3 separate regions of the Sus scrofa genome follow, and regions 1 and 3 are each linked to region 2. A link is a contact called in public Hi-C and promoter capture Hi-C data. All regions are on one chromosome and are shown on one strand. Each heading gives the region's core, a stretch centred on a gene start, on an enhancer-like site or on the middle of the called end of the contact. The rest is flanking DNA. Distances are from core to core; before and after follow the strand shown. Region 1 holds the start of SLC27A5 (bile acyl-CoA synthetase). Region 2 holds the start of A1BG (alpha-1B-glycoprotein). Region 3 holds the start of LOC110261337 (tigger transposable element-derived protein 1-like).

Evidence for each region. Promoter capture Hi-C pulls out the DNA fragments that hold promoters and counts their contacts. Hi-C and Micro-C count contacts between places; a contact is called where the count stands out from the background.
Region 1: a contact with region 2 is called in a Hi-C map of liver, with 4 times the contacts expected there. The contact joins the promoter of SLC27A5 here to the promoter of A1BG in region 2. A contact is called at or near these places in 2 of 47 Hi-C or Micro-C datasets (both in liver) and 1 of 2 datasets of contacts at active chromatin or transcription factors (alveolar macrophages).
Region 3: a contact with region 2 is called in a promoter capture Hi-C map of liver, with 3 times the contacts expected there. The contact joins the promoter of LOC110261337 here to the promoter of A1BG in region 2. A contact is called at or near these places in 1 of 5 promoter capture datasets (liver) and 1 of 2 datasets of contacts at active chromatin or transcription factors (alveolar macrophages).

Annotation. Positions count from the first base shown.
Region 1 is chr6:63,073,884-63,076,827 of Sscrofa11.1, reverse strand. SLC27A5 (bile acyl-CoA synthetase) reads left to right here and starts at 1,582. Exons shown (of 11, transcript XM_021097370.1): 1 at 1,582-2,341; 2 at 2,682-2,891. The coding sequence starts at 1,654. ZBTB45 (zinc finger and BTB domain-containing protein 45) reads left to right here. Exons shown (of 3, transcript XM_021097384.1): 3 at 1-282.
Region 2 is chr6:62,938,323-62,941,184 of Sscrofa11.1, reverse strand. It overlaps A1BG (alpha-1B-glycoprotein), which reads left to right and starts at 1,563. Exons shown (of 8, transcript XM_003128132.6): 1 at 1,563-1,774; 2 at 1,858-1,893; 3 at 1,979-2,257; 4 at 2,687-2,862. The coding sequence starts at 1,741.
Region 3 is chr6:63,122,563-63,125,345 of Sscrofa11.1, reverse strand. LOC110261337 (tigger transposable element-derived protein 1-like) reads right to left here and starts at 1,412. Exons shown (of 3, transcript XR_002345404.1): 1 at 1,329-1,412. It overlaps MZF1 (myeloid zinc finger 1), which reads left to right and starts at 1,321. Exons shown (of 6, transcript XM_021097358.1): 1 at 1,321-1,398.

The DNA.
Region 1 (2,944 bases), core at 333-2,832, 140 kb before region 2:
CTGGGCTCACCCTTGGTGTGGGGCCCAGGACCCCCGGCTCCGTCTCCCGTTCACGCCCCTGCCCCCCCTTGAGTGGGGTGGGGTCTAGGGCCGCTCCTCTGCCCCCGTGTCAGGCTGCCCGAGGAGCCCCGGCCCCCACCCGAGCTACCCCTCCCTGCTCTGGCGTCTAGGGCGTCTAGACGCGCATCATGGACGGAGGCCTGGTCTTGGGAGGCCTGGTCTTGGGAGCCCTGCTTGGTAATAAAGAACGGGGGGCCGTGGGGCCCAAACCCGGAAGCGTGAGCTCTCGGACCCGCGTGTTCCTTGCCCTCACAGGCTGTCTGTGGCGTTGCTGCGGGGCATTTCCCTGTCCCTGGACAGCACCCCTGCGACTCCCTGCGCCCCTGTGGGCTGGGCCAGGACAGTGGGCTGTGTCATCTCGGGCCGCTGTTCTCTGAGCGGGAGTGGGGCACACATATAACTCGCCTTTGACTCCCAGAGCCCTGGGTCCTGTGGGAGGGGTACAGGCCGACCTGCCTGAGGTGGGTCTCCGAGAGGGAGGCCACTGTGGGAAGTCCCTGCCCTCGGTCCCAGCTGCTGCCGCCCAAGATGCGGGGTGGGAGGCCCCGTCCCCCAGATATGGCAACCAGACCTCTGGCCTTCGGACTTTCTGTCCCCATCCTGACGGGCGTGAGGGTTGAGCGCCTCCCTTTGGAGTAGGGCGGGGGGGGGTGTCCAGAGGGTCTCTGCGGTCAGGTTGCCATTAGGGAATCTCAGTTCCAGGATACCTGCCCTAGCTGGAAAGTTCTGGAATGGCAGGCATGGCTGGGGCTGGGAGGCTGGGCAGAAAGCGGCAGCCAGGGCCCTCGGGTTGCCCACTGGGCTGCTGAAGATGGCCAGGCGATGTCAGTTTCAGGCTCTCTTTCCTGCTTCCATCACAGAGTCCACCTGTGGCCCCGGCCCTCTGGTATTTGGAGCCGGTGAGGGGGCGGCTGCCGCAGCGCCTTGCCCAGCTTGCTGTGCCGGGGCCAACAGTAACATTTCTCTGTGCTACCCCAGTGACTTCCTCCCAGAGCTGAGGGGCTACGGCTTTCCTGGTCCAGCCGTGCACAGACCACCAGACCCACATTACAGGCAGAGTTCAGCCTCCTGACCCCTGAGCATGGTCCCCGCTGATGCCGAGGATGTGGCAGAGAGTGGAGCACATGGTTTGGAGATCAGAGCTGGGCTTGTTCAAGTGCTTACTGAGCACCTGCTGGGTACCTGGCAAGAGGCTGGGGGCTCATCCAGGCCCGGTCCCTTCTCCCCACGGATTCAGATTAAGTTGGTGCCACAGGAGACACTCTCGGTGAGGTTTGCGGGTGGATAGGCAGTGTGTGCAGCCAGAGTTGCCTTGCTGTCCTGCCGATTCTGCATTTGGCCGGACTGGAGGTTTAGTTCCCTGAGAGCAGGGATTTTCCTGCCTCTTACCCCAGGCAGGGGGTCTGGAGCCAAGCAGAAGACCTGGCAGAAGGAAGCAAACAGGTGGGGTTAAGAAGGCCTGGGGGCAGAGTCCTGAAGCCAGCACCCTGGTCAACAGTGCCTGGGTGGCCGCCAGGGGGTGGGGCTGACGGGCTCTCAGCCGGGGCAGAGGAGCGCGCTCCTGGACACTTCGCTGAGGCAGGAGCAGGTGCCATGGGCATCCAGGGGCGACTGGCCTTTTTGGTGCTGCTGCTGTTGCTGCTGCGAGGCCTGGGGTGGCCCGCGTGGCCTGCGGCAGTGGCCCTGGCACTGCGCTGGCTCCTGGGAGACTCCGCCTGCTGTGTGCTGCTGGGCCTGGCTGTGCTGGCGTGGCCTTGGCTGGGCCCCTGGATGCCCCACTGGCTGAGTTTGGCAGCTGCGGCCCTCACGCTGGCTCTGCTGCCTGCGCGGCCACCCCCAGGGCTGCGCTGGCTGCCCGCTGACCTGGGCTACCTCTTCGGGACCCTGCGCCTGGGCCTGAACATCCAGGCACGCTTGAGGCGCCGGCCGCCTGACACCTTCATCGATTCCTTTGAGCGGCGAGCACGAGCGCAGCCGGGGCGCCAGATCTTGGTGTGGACCGGGCCGGGGAGCCAGACGGTCACCTTCGGGGAGCTGGACGCCAGGGCCTGCCGGGCAGCTTGGGTCATGAAGGCCGAGCTGGGAGACGCCCTGGGCCCGCACGAGAGGGAGCCCACTGCCCTGCTGATGCTGCCCTCGCAGACCGTTCCTGCCCTGGGCCTGTGGCTGGGGCTGGCCAAGCTGGGCTGTCCGGTTGCCTGGATCAATCCGCACGGCCGGGGGGCACCCCTGGTGCACGCGGTGCTGAGCTCGGGGGCTCGGGTGCTGGTGGTGGACCCAGGTGAGGACCTCAGAGTCCAGTGAGGCTGGAGCGGGTGGGGACAGGGGCAGGGTCCTGGTAGGGGCTGGGCAAGAGCCTCATGCACCCTACTCACCCTTGTGGGCAATTAGAGCCAGAACTCAGTTGCCAGAAAGCAATTCTGAGGGCTCCAGGGGTGCGTGTTGTTTTTTCTTCACCATGGCTATTTCAATCTTTCGCCCCAAATGCTAATGGCAGGGTTCTCTACGGATGAGGCAGACACCCTTCTCTGCCGAGGCTTCCTCTGTGGCTGGTGGGGGGCTCCCTCCCCCACCTCCAAGGTGGGCCTCCCGTGACCTCCGCCTCTGCCCCATCCCTGCAGGCCTCCGGGAGAACCTGGAGGAGATCCTTCCCAAGCTGCAGGCAGAGAACATCCGCTGCTTCTACCTGGGCCACTCCTCCCCCACCCCGGGGGTGGGGGCTCTGGGAGCCGCCCTGGATGCTGCGCCCTCAGACCCCGTGCCCGCTGACCTGCGTGCTGAGATCAAGCTGCGGAGCCCCGCCCTGTTCATCTACACCTCAGGGACCACGGGTGAGGGCGCCCAGCAGTCCTAACCCCAACCTCTGAACTCTGCTGCGGACCCG
Region 2 (2,862 bases), core at 314-2,813:
ATGTGTGGAACTGCTGACACACACCAGTGGGCGCCGCACAATTTTATTGCTTATTATTCTATTACCAATTATTATCGACACACAATCCACTTGGGGTTCCAGGGTTCCCAGTGTGGCTCAGCAGAAACAAATCTGACTAGTATCCATGAGGTTGCGCGTTCGATCCCTGGCCTTGCTCAGTGGATTAAGGATCCGGCGTTGCCGTGAGCTGTAGTGTAGGTTGCAGATGCAGCTCGGATCAGGCGTTGCTGTGGCTCTGGTGTAGGCTCTCCCACCGCTCAAATTGGACCGCTAGCCTGGGAACCTCCAAATGCCATGGATGAGGCCCTAAAAAGAAGAAAAAAAACCCCCCAAATCCACAATCAATTTGAATATTCTTTTATTACTTTAATGTATTTGTCATATATTCCCGGCTGGTCTCTGCCCCCTCTCCCCAAGCAATGCGCCAAATATTTACAATATTTATTGTTTTATTACTTTTATCGTTAATTTCTTGTCATTTGTTGCATCATCTATGTTTAACAGTGTTTTCTTTTTTTTTTTTTTTTTTTTTTTTTTTTTTTTTTTTTTTTTTTTTTTGTCTTTTGTTGTTGTTGTTGCTATTTCTTGGGCTGCTCCCGCGGCACACGGAGGTTCCCAGGCCAGGGGTTGAATCGGAGCTGCAGCCACCGGCCTACGCCAGAGCCACAGCAACGCGGGATCCGAGCCGCGTCTGCAACCTACACCACAGCTCACGGCAACGCCGGATCGTCAACCCACTGAGCAAGGGCAGGGACCGAACCCACAACCTCATGGTTCCCAGTCGGACTCGCCAACCACTGCACCACGACGGGAACTCCATGTGTTTTCTTAATTAATTAATTAATATTATCATTATTTTGGCCGAGGCCACGGCATGTGGAAGTTCCCAGGCCAGGGACTGATTGTGTGCCACAGCAGCAACCAGAACCGCTGCAGTGATAATACTGGATACTTAACCCACTGAGCCACAAGAGAGCTCCCTAGTTAATTTATTTTTCACTCGAATGATTTTATTAATCATTGGTAATTTTATCTGTTAACTGTGATTCCATTCTATTATTTAAATGTTTTCGTGGATTGCCCCTTGTGGCTAGGCAATAATGGCCTTGACTGGTATCCATGAGGACTTGAGTTTGATCCCTGGCCGTGCTCAGTGGGTGAAGGATCCGAGGTTGCCATAAGCTCTGGTGTAGGTTGCAGACGTGGCTTGGATCCCACATGGCTGTGGCTGTGGCTGTGGGGTAGGTTGCTGGCTGCAGCGCCAATTTGACCCCTAGCCAGGGAACTTCCATAGGCCGCAGGTGTGGCCCCTCAAAAGGAAAAAAAAAAGATATTTGCTAGTACCTATTGCATTATTTGTTTTAGTATGTATTTTATTTTTGTCTTAAAAATGGTTATTATTTTCCCACATTTATTGTTAGTTTTGATCATTTTTGTCTGCTAGTTTTGTCATTTTTGTCTGTTAGTTTTGTCATTTTGTCTGTCATTAATTCTGCCCTTTTCTTCATTATTAATTTAATTGATTCATTTGGCCAGGTTATTGGTCACTGTTGTAGTGGAGACTCCTGTGGCCGAACTTTGCCCTTTGTCCCGACCCGCCGGAGCCCAGCTTCTTGGGAAGGACAAACAAGCCAAGAGGTCAGCGCCCCGCACCGCCCCCCTGCCCCTGGGCTCTATCACCCGACAGACAGCTGCTGCCAGGCTCCGCCGAGGCTGACCATGTCTGCGTGGGTGGCCCTCCTGCTGCTCTGGGGTGAGGCGTCGGGCCTGGGGTCCCCGGGGCAGGGCTGGGGGCCGGCAGGAAGGGCAGCGGGCCTTACCCGTGCGCCTCCGCAGGTCTCGCCCTGAGCCGAGTGACCGAGGAGGCCTTATGTGAGTAGTAGGGTCTGGGCGTGGTGGGCCCTGCCCAGGGAGCCGCTGTCTGGGCTCCCAGCTCTGACTCCTGTGCCCCACACAGTCTTGGATCCGAGGCCGAACCTGTGGGCAGAGGCCCAGTCGCTGCTGGAACCCTGGGCCAATGTGACGCTGACATGCCAGAGCCGCCTGCCAACGCTGGCTTTCCAGCTGCTCAGAGACGGGGTGGCCCAGGACCCGGTGCGCCTGGCCTCGCCCGCCTTGGAGCACCGGTTCCCGCTGGGAGCAGTGACCAGTGACACCCGAGGCCTTTACCGCTGCCGCTCCGGCTTGAACAGCAGGTGGACCGGCCTGAGCAACCTCGTGGAGGTGACTGGATCGGGTGAGTGGAGCGCTCGTGGGGCCCGGAGGCAGTGGGAGAGGCTGCTGGAGGGGCCTCCCTTCCGCCACCCCGCCATCTCCTCATCTTCTGCGGCCCCCGACCGCCAAGCTGGTGGCCTTGGGCAAGTCAGGTGACAGCTCTGAGCCTCAGTTTCCCTGTCTGTAAAATGCAGACGGTGTCTGGACTGACCCTGGGAGGCCATGAGGAATAAATGACTGAATCTCCAGGAAGTGCTTGGGGGGGCCTGGCACATGGGGGGCCCCTAACATGTCTTTCTCGCGAATTCCCGGCTGGTCTCTGCCCCCTCTCCCCAAACAATGCTGTCTACCCGCTGGCACCCTCGGTTTTCATGAGTGTGGAGGTCCAGACCCAGCTGAGCCCCCACGTGTCCCGAGTCAAGCCAGCCCATGACCCCTGCCTCATCCGCAGAGCCCCTGCCCCCACCCTTGCTCTCAACCAAGCCAGTGCCCTGGATCACACCGGGCCTGAACACGGAGCTGCTATGCCATGGGGGACTTCACGGTGTGACCTTCCTGCTGAGGCGGGAAGGCGACGACCAGTTTCTGGAGGTGGTGGAGGCCCCGGAGGACACCAAGGCCATCTTT
Region 3 (2,783 bases), core at 163-2,662, 180 kb before region 2:
GGCTGCGGCAACCCGCTGCACCACAGCAGGAACTCCCCACAAACTTCAGTTACATTCACTCGATCCTTCATCCTCTCCCTCCTACTCTATATAAAGTCCCCAAGCCCGCCTCCAGGGGAGGCGTGAGACTACATTTCCCAGAAGGCCGCGGGGCCGCCGAAGGCTCCGATTGGCCGGCCCGAGGTCTCCGTTCCCTTCCCCCCACCGGAACCGAGAGTACCTGCGCCTAAGCCCCTTGGCCGGAGCCCCCGGGTCCCCCGCGGCCGACCGCCCTCATCTCCGGACCACGACGCGGGCCGGCTGCCTCAACTAGGCCGGCGGGGCTGCGGCCCCAACCCATCTCCTGCCCCAGGCACCGCTTCCCGGTGGCCGCCGATCCCAGCCTCCATCTTATCGGCGGAAGCGGAGGTTGCCAGGCGACGGCCGGGATTGGAGGGGGCCGCTTGGGGCCCGCCCGACGGCGCTCCGGCGCTGCGCGGTCCCCCGGGCCCGCCGGGATATGGGAACGTAGTTCGGCGACGAGGTGGCCGAGCGCGGGGTCCAGGCTGGGGCGCCAGAGGCCACCTCTGCCCAAGGCTGGCTTTCTCGCCCATTAAGACCTCTCCTGTCTTTCCCCGAGTTCTACTTTCAGTCTCTCTCTCTCTCCATCGTCCTCCCTAATCTCCCTCCCTTCCCGGCGGTGTCTCACTGTTTCCTCATTCCGGGGAACTGTGCCCTTTCAGACTGTCAAAACATAATTTCGAAAGAGCAAAAAACATACGCGTCAAAGACTTATCTACCTCGGTGGGAACTAGCAAGGTGACACAGGTGGTTCTGGGAATATGAGAGAGAAGGAACAGCAGAGGGGGTGAAAGAAGAAAGAAGGAATAATGAAATAAAAGTGTGGGAGCTCCCTTCGTGGCTCAGCGGTTAACGAACCCGACTAGGACCCATGAGGATGCGGGTTCGATCCCTGGCCTTGCTCAGCGGGTTAAAGATCCCGCGTTGCCGTGAGCTGTGGTGTAGGCCAGCGGCTGAAGCTCTGATTCCACCCCTAGCCTGGGAACCTCCATGTTGCCGCGGGTGCGGCTCTAAAAAGCAAAGAAAGAAAATAGCAAAGTGGGATTAGTAGCGCTTCACAAGGCAGTGGAGAGGCCCAGCACTTAGTATCCTGCTTAGTGTCCTACAGTGTGATAAAAACAAAAAACTTGGGGTACCCTTTTCTACTGAACAGAAAGCACTACAGTCTATCAACCTTCTACAAGTTAGCATCTAACTTCACAGTATCTGGACTCTGATCAAAAGCAGTGAAGTGAGAAGTCGTTGCTCTGGTTAGGAAATCAGATGACCTGAAGGAGACTTGGCAGAGATGGTGCGAAGGCTTCCAGACATCTTTCTTGTCTTATTGTCAAGTTTTGTGTAAGTTTTCTTCACAAGCGTCCCTCCCGCTCCGTCTCTCTTCTTGCTGTCACCTTTCCCCGAGTCTTTGAAACTCTCGATCTATTTTACTGTACCTCTAATTTCTGTCCCTTTCTCGCCTCTTGCTTCTGTACTCCTGATCTCTATCCCTTGAAACTCGATCTGCACGTCTTGTCGCCGTAAACGAATTCTCCCTCTCCTGTCTCTCCTTTCCTCTCCATCCCGCCCCGATCTCTCTCCCTCTTGTTAACGGTCCTGACACAAGTCTACCCAGCCCTGCCTCCCTGTCTTCTTATCGCACAGTTTAGGACTCTGAGAGCAGAAATCTTCGTTCTTTCTGTCCTGCCCGTGTCTCTGTCCCGGGGGCTGTTCACTTACTTTCACTGTCTCTAGTCACAGCCTGCCCCGCCCCCGCTCCTCAGTGTCTGTCTGTCAGTCCTCGCAGTCTCTCTCGCTCGGCATCACCTCCTCCCATCTCTCCCATCCTCCTGCAGACGCCTGCGGGTACCCATGGTTGCACTGGAAAGCGCCGGCACCACCCGCGCGGTTACCATGGAGACGCCCGGGCCGCCTACGGTCCGCTGGCACAAAAGAGCATCTTCGCGTTGCGCGCACGCGCGCAGAGGGCCGGCCGCCACGCCTCCCAGAAACGGCTGGGCTAAGCCCCTCTCCCGGGCGAAAGCGCGAGAGGCTCGCTTGCGGTCCTGTGGGCGACGGCACGGGTGGCCCAGTCTCTGCAGGGGGTTGCCATGGAGAAAGGGGCTGACGGAATCCAAGCGAGGGCCGTGATTGGTTCAGGGTCCTGCTAATCCCTAGGAGCCGCGTAGAGAATGGAGGAAGACGTTGTGGAGGGCATGCGCTGTTGGGCAGGCGGTGCTGCCTCCTGTTGCCCCCTGGGAAGCTTGCGCGCGTCGACGGGCCCCTGACGCTTGGATGTGAGGCTGGGAGCGCAGGAAGGCGCGGCCCGGAGTGTGATCCGATCGTGGCGAACGACGCTGCCCCGGGGGACAGCGGGAGGAGGGCGGAAACTGAGACGAGCTTGCGGGAAGGGCGAGGCGGCGCCCGGGCTGGTGCGTGGAGCATTCTGGGAGACAAAGTCCGTCGGGGCGGGGGAAGTCGGGAGCGCGCATGCTCAGGAGCACGGAGCGGCCCGCTGAGTGCGGAGGTGAGGGCGGGCGCCCCTCGATCGGGAAGGTGCGGGCAGGGACCCGGGCGGCGGCCCAGCGGGACCAGGAGCGCGGAGCAGGGGCCTGGGCGCTCCCTGTGGACCGGCTCAGTGCTGTTGTGCGAAGCTCGCCAATCCCTGGCCGTTGCCACGGCGACGGAATCTGGAAACCCCGCCCCCAGTTGCCATGGCGGCACCCGGACCTGCCCCGGCTTCCTAA